Regions from separate parts of the Triticum aestivum genome. Here region 1 is linked to region 2. Evidence: chromatin contacts called from public Hi-C data. All regions are on one chromosome and are shown on one strand. The core of a region is the stretch at or near the end of the contact, and the rest is flanking DNA. Distances in the headings are between cores, read along the strand shown. Region 1 holds the start of LOC123070537 (guanine nucleotide-binding protein subunit beta-like protein A). Region 2 holds the start of LOC123070535 (serine/arginine repetitive matrix protein 5).

Region 1 (4,710 bases), core at 226-2,725, 910 kb before region 2:
GTACAAAATCGATCCCGTTCATCGGCGAGCATGTTTGCAAGATTCACGGCCCTCCCTCCCTGGTAACTTGTGCACTTACCCGGCCTGCTGCAATCATTCAGGGAACGAACGGCCGAGAGCCGCCGTGAAACGTCCCTTTCCCTGCCATTCGACCACGGCAACGAGTGATTACTTCGTTGATCTGACAACTGGACGTGGTTGGGGGTGGATCAGGACTCCGTTTCTCTCTCATCAGACGCCTATCCGGTTCTCCTGAATTGTGATCCTCCTCTCCGAACACCTTGGCACCGCGACATGGACATCACAGAGCAGAACGCCGGTTAATTTGGATTCATGGGGCTCTTTCTTGAGAAAGACGGATCCTTTTTCCACACTGCCTTTTTGAGTCGCAAGGATTGCAAAAACAATGGGGATGTCCGATTGGACTCTACATTATTTTGCTTGCACCATACAAAAAATAAGGACGCCACTAACCAGTGAACGCCAATTTTTTAGGCAATAATCCCAGCGAACGCCCTTAGGACCGTCAGATCCCGATCAAACGCATGACAGTTACTATACGCAGCGTGCCAAATTTTCTGCCACTTTTTTGTACTACATTGCAATTTTCGGGTTGGAGCATAAAAAATCCCTTACAACAACATAACAATTTTATTTGTTTTCGCATGATAATCTGACGCCCTTTTTTTAACATTTCAGAAAAACTAAGAAGTTTTTTCAAGAGGTCCGAGTGAATTAAAGATTTCCTATGAGTTGTAGTGCAATGAACTCTTTAGGAAAAATTGGTATATGATTCAATTGTACGCATCAAATAACCAACATAGGAAAAATTCTTGAGCTTTGCTAATTCTTTATAATTTGTAATATGAAAATCCTTAGAATAAAAAATGCCCTTAGTTTCCAGCTGCTAATACTAATATGTCATGCATGATCCTTTTCTTGAGTCATCTTATGCTCGAATTTTCTTGTGGTGGTCACCTAAATGTTGAGTAATGCTAGACCTACGTAGGGATTCTTACGTACTTTACGTAATTGATGATTTGTCAGTTTTTAATTCGTCATTAGTTGGGGGCACGGTCCACCCTTGAAATCAGGGGGGGGCAGTTTTGATTAGCGTTTAGCAAATCACGTAGGTTACGTAAGTGCCGTTCGTAGGTGTAGCATTATTGCTAAATGTTTCACCCAAGCAAGAGCATAGAAGCAAAGCATTTCCTGCCCCATGCAGAGGGCCAAAGCATTTCTCGCCTTTTCCCTCCGTAGCGATGATTAGGCCCATGGGGCAGAGAAGAGGAGAATGGTAAGCTATAGGCCCATGCGCAAGTGAGACGATCTGCAGCTTTTGCAATGGGCCTCTTTTGCAATGGACGGTCACGATTTCCGCTCAACTGAGCACAAAGCCCACTAATCCACGAAAACCCTAGCGTCTCACGCCCGCCCCCACTATAAACTCCTCCTCCTCCCTCTCCGCCCGCTTTCCTTCTCATCTCTAGCCTGCGCCGCCGCCTCCACCGCACCCCCCAAAACCCTAGCGCTCGCTTCGCCCCGCCCCACCACCATGGCCGGCGCGCAGGAGTCCCTCGTCTACGCCGGTGTGATGCGCGGCCACAACGACGTGGTCACGGCCATCGCGACGCCCATCGACAACTCGCCCTTCATCGTCTCCTCTTCCCGCGACAAGTCGCTGCTCGTCTGGGACCTCACCAACCCCATCCAGGCCACCCAGGACTCCAGCTCCGAGTACGGCGTCCCCTTCCGCCGCCTCACCGGCCACGGCCACTTTGTCCAGGACGTCGTCCTCAGCTCCGACGGCCAGTTCGCGCTCTCCGGATCCTGGGACGGCGAGCTCCGCCTCTGGGACCTCTCCACCGGGGTCACCACCCGCCGCTTCGTCGGCCACGAGAAGGACGTCCTCTCCGTCGCCTTCTCCATTGACAACCGACAGATCGTCTCCGCGTCCCGCGACCGCACCATCAAGCTGTGGAACACCCTCGGTGAGTGCAAGTACACCATCGGCGGTGACCTTGGAGGCGGCGAGGGCCACACCGGCTGGGTGTCCTGCGTCCGTTTCTCGCCCAACAACTTCGCCCCGACCATCGTCTCGGGCTCATGGGACCGCTCCGTCAAGGTCTGGAACCTTACCAACTGCAAGCTCCGCTGCACTCTTGATGGTCATGGTGGCTATGTTAGCGCCGTTGCAGTCAGCCCAGACGGTTCGCTTTGCGCGTCTGGTGGCAAGGATGGCGTCACCTTGCTGTGGGATTTGACCGAGGGCAAGAGACTCTACTCGCTGGATGCGGGATCCATTATCAACTCACTATGCTTCTCGCCCAACCGCTACTGGCTCTGCGCGGCGACACAGGATTCCATCAAGATCTGGGATCTTGAGTCAAAGCACATCGTGCAGGACCTTAGGCCCGAGGTCCCTGTCTCCACCAAGCAGGTTTGTTTCCAATTCCCAGTATCACTCCTTATGTCCGTGTTTCTTTGATTGTTTACTATTGGTTAATATATGTAGATGTGTTGTTCGTATGATCAGCTTACCCTTGTGGCTATGTAGATCTGTTACATTTTGTGATCTGTATTTATTGTGGTAGTCTAATTTATGATTTACAACGTGTTAATTTCATGTTGTAATGATGATTTTTGCATTGGTTTCTTAACATTACCACGTAAGGGTTTTGGTTCACCACATTATATAATGCAGCTGAAAGCTTGCATAGTTATGCTATTTTGTTCTTTAAATTTGAACTGGTTGACTTAAGTTGCCAATTGATAAAGAGCTTTAATGCAAGCATAAGAATAAATAGCAGTTCACTACCAGTATTTTTCTTATTCAGGGAATGTACATGGATGTGCTTGTTCTGTTGGTTATTTTTCATACATTGATATGAAATGTTTTTGTTCATCTTCCATGGTGCCTCCTGCCCATCTATGTTAAGGCTGCATTGTATTGTCAAGTGAGTTATATAGGAAGCACAGGTATTTGGTGTGCATTTGTTCTAATGCATAGCTAAATAGACCGATTCTGTTTTACAACTCATTTTAAATTTGAGAGTTGCTACATTAAGTTAAATCTGTCGTCTGTTGAGTGGCTTCTTAATATGGTTCATACTGTTTGCCCAGATGCTCTACTGCACTTGCTTGAGCTGGAGCGCGGATGGCAGCACTCTGTACGCTGGTTACACCGATGGAACTATCCGCATCTACAAGATCTCGGGGTTCAGCTACTCTAGCTAGATTATGTATCTTGTTTTAGTGGCCTCTGTTCTGGTAAAACGGCTGTGGTATCTTCTTTTTTTTGACTGTCTTGAGGCGTAATATCTGCCTTGGTACTTCTGCTTAATTTACTATCTGTGTCTTAGCCGCAGTCATGATCTCATGGATAATGCATCGTTTGTTGGTTTTGGCTGTTCAATATATTGTCAAGTGAATCATGGAACCAGTAAATTGTTGCTTGTTATGTCGAAGGATTTTCTAAGAATGATGTCGATTGACCTGCAAGATCCTGTGATCTAACGTGAGTCCCTGATGCTGTATGAACTCTGAATTGCCGCCTGATGTTAATTATGTGGTCGTTGTTGTGCATCCGCTTTAGTGCTAGGTTCTAGTACCACTCAAAAGATTTTGCTTAGCTGTGCGTTAAAAGGAGCGCATACGATCCGCAACTGCGTAGAACGCCGCTCTGCTCCACTGGAGGCCAACTCCGCACGACTGGTGCCTGGAGCAAATAAAAAAAAAACTGAAATAGGCCGCGGCCATAGCGGCAAAGAATTCATGCCGGCTCTCTTCTATAAAGCTACGCCAATAGCGTACCTAAAAAAAGAGAGTTCATGTCTCGCAGTCCTAGCTCATGCCGACTTACAAAATGATATTGCTCTTGGCAGTAGATCAATCATTTAGCTCGAGCATCCCCTTCTGCTTCTTCTTGAATCAAACCCTTCTCTTGAGTGACACCTTGCTCCAATTGCTCAACTCCACCGCCATGATCACCTTCGCAACGAAAACATTGGTTGCTTCAATCTTGAGCTTCTTCGTTTGGATGGCCTCCTCAGTCTTGAGCTTCCTCCTTTTGACGGTCTCTTTCACCTCGAGCTTCTTCGTTTGGAACTCGACGTAGACCTTCATTTGCTCCTCTCTTTTTTTTGTCGCTTTCTCTCGCCTCGTGCTTCCTTTTGGGTCATCATGCCTTGCAAAGTTTATTGCAAGGCCAACGATGCTGCATCACGCTCCTCGTCCACCTTGGAGTTGGTCTTGCCCTCGGTCGCTTCTCTCCTTCATGCTCAACTACGGCCGCTGGCCCTTCATTCTTCTTTTGGGCGGCATATTGCTCTTTAAACTTGGGGCAATCTTTGATGGTCGTCCAAAAAGGGGGGAGAGTGAATGGTTACCTGCCTGGCACCCCGAAGGAGGACGTCGAGACATGGGAGTCGGAGTGGTTTTATATAGTCGATGTCCTTCTTGAAGATCCCGTACGAGAAGGGCTTCCCATCTACTCCCCCGCACCACCGAAAAAGAGATACAACTGGTGGCAAAGGAGTCGTACCTAGGAGCATGCCGAAGCCGAGCGATTGGCCGCCCCCAATTCACACTCCTCGGCCATCACAAACTTACCACTATTGATGTGATGGCCATCGCTATAGGACGTGGAGTTCAACCACTCCAACAACGTACCCACCCAATGTGGCGGTACAACGGATCCAACGACGCCAC
Region 2 (4,980 bases), core at 1,578-4,077:
ATGGAATTATACATATTGTGATAATTATCCATAGTGCCTTCCTAGAGCAGAGTGCATCTTGCAACACAGGTAATAAAAGGTAAATCGATAAAAAAAAATGTGCTGATGAGAAATTTGGCTAGGGTGTGTAAACATAATTAACTTTTCATGTGGGAAATTTGCTATATCCTAGGGACTTGCAATGTGGGCTACACCTCTGAAGCACCGATACGAGGAAACTGGCGTGTTCCCGTCCGGAACGGCGCCGATATGGCTGACACGGTCACGATACGCTGCGCATATCGCCGGAGTATCATATTTTTTATTAAAAAATATATGCAAAAACACCGATACGGGCTGTTCACTGTCCATGATACGGGGGAAAACGTCCATCTCAGTAGAAGCCCAGTACCAAACCTAGCATCTGTCCCCCCCTCTCTTTTTCACTCTGTTCGCACGACGGGGGAGACGCACATGAGCGAGCCGCCGCCGCCACCTGCCTGGACTCGCCTCGCCGCCGCCGTCTGGACTTTCCTCGCCGCCGCCGTCTGGACTTTCCTCACCGCCGCCGCATAATGGCACTCGCCGCCTGTAGTGGCCGCCACCGCTGCCGCCGCCTGGAATCAGCTCGCTGCCCTGTTGACTCATCAAGCTGCTGCCTCGGCTGAATCAGTTTTCTCTGTCGCCGCCATCAGTCGCCACCCGCCAGCAAGTAAGTAGCTCCGGCGAATTCTGCTCCTCTCTAGTTGATCTATCCATTTATCTATTACTTGCTACTGCTTGTTAGTTGTTACTCCAAGCTGGAGTACGAATTCGGCTCTGCGTGGCTGGCTTGTGGCTGCTAGTAGAATATGTACATTGACGTTGCTCGCTGATGTTGCTGTGTTGCTGCTACTGCTTACAGCTTGCTGATGTTGCTGCTTGGTGCTTGCTACAGCTTGGCTGCTTGGTGCTTGCTATTGCTTTGCTGCTAGCCTGCTACTGCCTAGTGCCTACAGCTTGTTTATGTTACTGGTTGCAATTGCTTTGCTAATGTTTATGTTTCCACTTTTCATGCTTGTCTATCTCAAATTATCAAGTCTAATATTATGTGACTTATTTTCTATTTTGCATACACCATGAGGAGTAGAGGACCTGGATGGTCATTGAAGACTACTCCCTCCGTCCCAAAATATAAGAACGTTTTTGATACTATGCTAGTGCAAAAAACGTTCTTATATTTTTGGGACAGAGGGAGTAGAAAAGAAAAGAGGCCTGGAGGCAATCAGGCAACCAAGGGGCCGACATTTTGATCTCATCTCACACATTTTATTATGTTTGTTTTTATTACATGTCTTTTTATTAATTATTTATATATACTCGTCGCATTGCTGTATCTAGAAATTGCCGTATCCTGTGCCGCCGTATCGGTTTCGCCTTATCGGTGCTTCATAGGGCTACACCCTAAACTAGGATTACAAAATCCTAGGCTCCTACCAGAGCTTCATATTCAAGTACCCAGCCAATATGAACTTTCAAAAACTAATATTGGATCCATAGGTGGGTGTCTAAAATGGTACAAGAACTCGCTACATATAGAGGGGATAATCAATTCACTAAAAAAGACAGGAATCCTTATTGAATTCAAAGGCAGCCATAAGAAGCCTGACCTTCAACATCATTGTCATCTTCATCAAGTGGAGCATCTTTGTTGAATTCAAACCTCCCCCAACTCACAGTGGCAGTCCCAAGGGTGGAATCCTTCGAAGCTGTCAAACATTGAAAATAAACAATATAATCTTCAGAACAATGGAAAAAAAAACCAGCCATAAGGCACGAAGATCGTACACAACCTACAGAATAACTGTGTGTGCGCTGAACTACGAATTACTAGATGAATATAACAAAGGGGTTTCCCTAATGTATTTGAATAGCATTTTACTCATGCGTGCAATAGTTGATTTATTTCACAATCGACATATGAAGCACTACTGCAGGATCATGCACTGTACTCGCTCTATTGGGCATAATCCATGGAATGCCCATAAACAGGAAAAAAGAATGTGGCAATACCTGTCTCTGCAAGCTGAAGCTTCATTTTTGCTTTGACTCTCTCAGCAGGAGTCTGCAAGAACATCAACAGCTCATCACTCCAAAAATACCACAGGTAAACAATTGCACAGTAGTATTAAGTTACGAGGCAGTAATTGAAAGATGGAACCAACCATTCTATCGTATCCTTCAATGAGCCTTGAATAATCCACTTTACCGCCATCCGTACCGCCGCGCCCCTTCGAGCTATGACGGCTCTGGCCGCCGTCGTCGCGCCGCCGATCCCCATGCCTGTCACGCTGGCCCTCGGCATGTGAGATCCTGCCACTCCGGCGAGACGGCGAGCGCGACCTCGACCTAGACCGGTGGTGCGACGCCCTGCGGTCACCCCTCTCCCTCGACCTCGACCGGCGCCTCCGCTCCCTCGACCGGGACCTAGACCTTGACCGGCGCCGGCGCGAGCGAGAGGGGGACCTCGACCGCGGCCGAGGACGGGATGGGGACGGCGAGCGAGAACGACGGCGCTGGCGGGACGGGGCCTCGGGAGGCAGAGACGGCCTGGTGGGGGTGGGGCTGGCGCCGGCACGGACGAAGCCGGAGAGGAACGAGGAGGAGGAGGTGCTGCTGGGCTTGGATGAGAAGGAGGCAGGTTGGGGGTCGTCGGAGGAGAAGCCGAGACCCTGCTTGAAGCGGCGGGCGCCCTCGCCCTTGCGGTTGAGCTCGTCGTAGTACGCCGCCGCCTTCTCTTCCTCCATCCCGCTGGTCGGACGCCGGCGAGAGGGCTGGGTTTACTCTTTGTTCTTTTCTTCTCCTAGAGAGATGCTTGGGCTGGGCTCAAAACTAAAGGCGATAGGGCTTGGGCCCATACAGTGGGCTGGGTTTACTCTTTGCTTTTCGAAGACTCAAAGCCCAGCTCGCGCTTCGCGGCCGCGGCCCGCTCTCGTCTCCGAGTCGAACAAAGGTCAGGGAGAAGGAGAGGAGTAGGATCGGGACACCGGACCAGGAATAAATCAGGTAGCCACCTCCCTTGTACACAGGACGTAAATAAGTTTTGTTATCTTACTGGTGGCATCTCCGGTGCAAGAGCGGATCGACACGAGAACACGCCCGTCGATCAGCCATGTCGTCGTGCTGGTCGTCGGTGCTGGCCGTCCTCGGCGGCGCGGTGTCAGAAGAGGAGGCGCAGATGCGGGGCAGGTTGCTGGCCGTCAAGGAGGCCGTGGCGTCGGAGGCGGAGGCGGTTGAGAACCTAGAGGAGGAGGTGAAGGCCCTGGAGCGTGCCCTGGCCGCGGCGGAGACGGAGAGGGAGGCGGCCGAGGCGAGGAGGCGGGCAGCCGAGGAGCGCACGGGGAAGGCCGTGGCCGAGCTGCGGGCTGCGGAGGAGGAGCACGAGGGCCGAGTGGAGGAGCTGCTGCTGACGGCGGAGCAGTCGGACGCCGCGGACGCGCATCCGCGAGCGGGAGGAGATGATCAAGATTATCGCCGGCATCATCGAGACACCGAGCGATGAAAGGAAGCGGCCCTTGTTCTTTTAGTTAGCTTAACCATATTACGTTAATCAAGGTTGCTAAAGCAAGAGGAAGAGTTTAGGTACCTGCTACATACGGCTTCAGACATGGTATACTTTGAGGTGTTATTACATAAAAAATACTCCTGTAATTCAAGCAAAGTAATACCTCTGTTGCTAAATATAAAATGTTTTAGCAGTTTAAATTGAACTGTCAAAGCATCTTAATATTTACGAACAAAGGGTGGACTTGTTGCTCAATGTGATTATGTGAATCATCACCTAGAAACTCTCGCTTTTGAATGGATTACTAGAGGTTAAAGGCATAGTATCACCACCGCAAAATGTTAAAATTATGTGTCAAATATTATGTATGTGAATTGTGCTATGGTTGGATTTGTAATTAGCGAAAGGTTAGTTGTTTGAGTCGAACATGTGTAACCCGAGACTAATATAAGAGTACCGCGGGTAACCAAGTGACTAGGCATAAGTTGTAGACTAAGACAGATCACCAGAGGACGATCCAAGCGCCCATGGCAAGGGTGGCCGCACTGGCCATGGCGGGTTGTCGGAGCATAGTCTAACGGCATCGACAGGTTTATCGCCGATTGTACTATGTTGATTTAGTGGTACATGAGGAGCATTCATAGTCATGCCCGGGACGGATTCACGTTAACAAATTTCACTCTTGTGCTTGTACTTGTGTTATTGCTTGTCCTTGACGGATCGGCGTGCACCCTCGAACTATTCTAGCAAAAAAAAAAGTATTGTATAGCTATTGTAAGAGAATAGTTCATTATGGTAAAAGAAAACTAGGTTCCGGAGGATATATGTTTTTTTTGGAATTCCTGGAGGATATTTGGTTAACCGATAAACCTGCCATATCAATTATTTCCAAAAATGTAAAGTTTCACTCACAGACATCATGTTACTTTACCTAGAAATTTTAGGCAAAACTTTGATCGTGTTCATTTTCAGAGTGTCAATCTTTTTGGCACGCCTTCCAGGAATGTGTTTTCATGATGAAAGTTTGCAAGCTCTTAGAACATTTGTCAAAAAAATAAATCAAAATTTTAAAATATTTTTTACTGTTCTTTTTTTCGCGGGGTTTCTATGATGAAAGTTTGCAAGCTCTTAGAACATTTGTCAAAAAAAAAAACAGATTTTAAAAATATTTTTTACTGTTCACCCCATCTCATTTGAGCTCGGGCTGAGAAACTCCACTTCCTTTTGACCCACACTATAAGTCCAGTACATACATGTACCGCAGGCAAAGAAACAGAGGGATCACCTCATTCAAACCCTGAAAAAGGTGTCTGAATGAAAAAGGGGCCTGAACGACGAAAGCAGCTATTCTGAGGCCAATCTCATCTATGTTAGAGTATTATATATATAGCCATGTAACCTTTCGTATTTATCCTATTGTATAAGGGGTGTCCTGTGTATATTCCACATCTATACAT

What was found. Hi-C and Micro-C count contacts between places; a contact is called where the count stands out from the background.
Region 1: a Hi-C map of leaf shows a contact between it and region 2, with 5 times the contacts expected there. The contact joins the promoter of LOC123070537 here to the promoter of LOC123070535 in region 2. A contact is called at or near these places in 2 of 5 Hi-C or Micro-C datasets (both in leaf).

What each region holds. Positions count from the first base shown.
Region 1 is chr3B:490,404,754-490,409,463 of IWGSC CS RefSeq v2.1, reverse strand. LOC123070537 (guanine nucleotide-binding protein subunit beta-like protein A) reads left to right here and starts at 1,475. Exons shown (of 2, transcript XM_044493785.1): 1 at 1,475-2,440; 2 at 3,124-3,415. The coding sequence starts at 1,556. The coding sequence ends at 3,237.
Region 2 is chr3B:489,497,848-489,502,827 of IWGSC CS RefSeq v2.1, reverse strand. It overlaps LOC123070535 (serine/arginine repetitive matrix protein 5), which reads right to left and starts at 2,827. Exons shown (of 6, transcript XM_044493783.1): 1 at 2,184-2,827; 2 at 2,032-2,083; 3 at 1,629-1,727. The coding sequence starts at 2,765.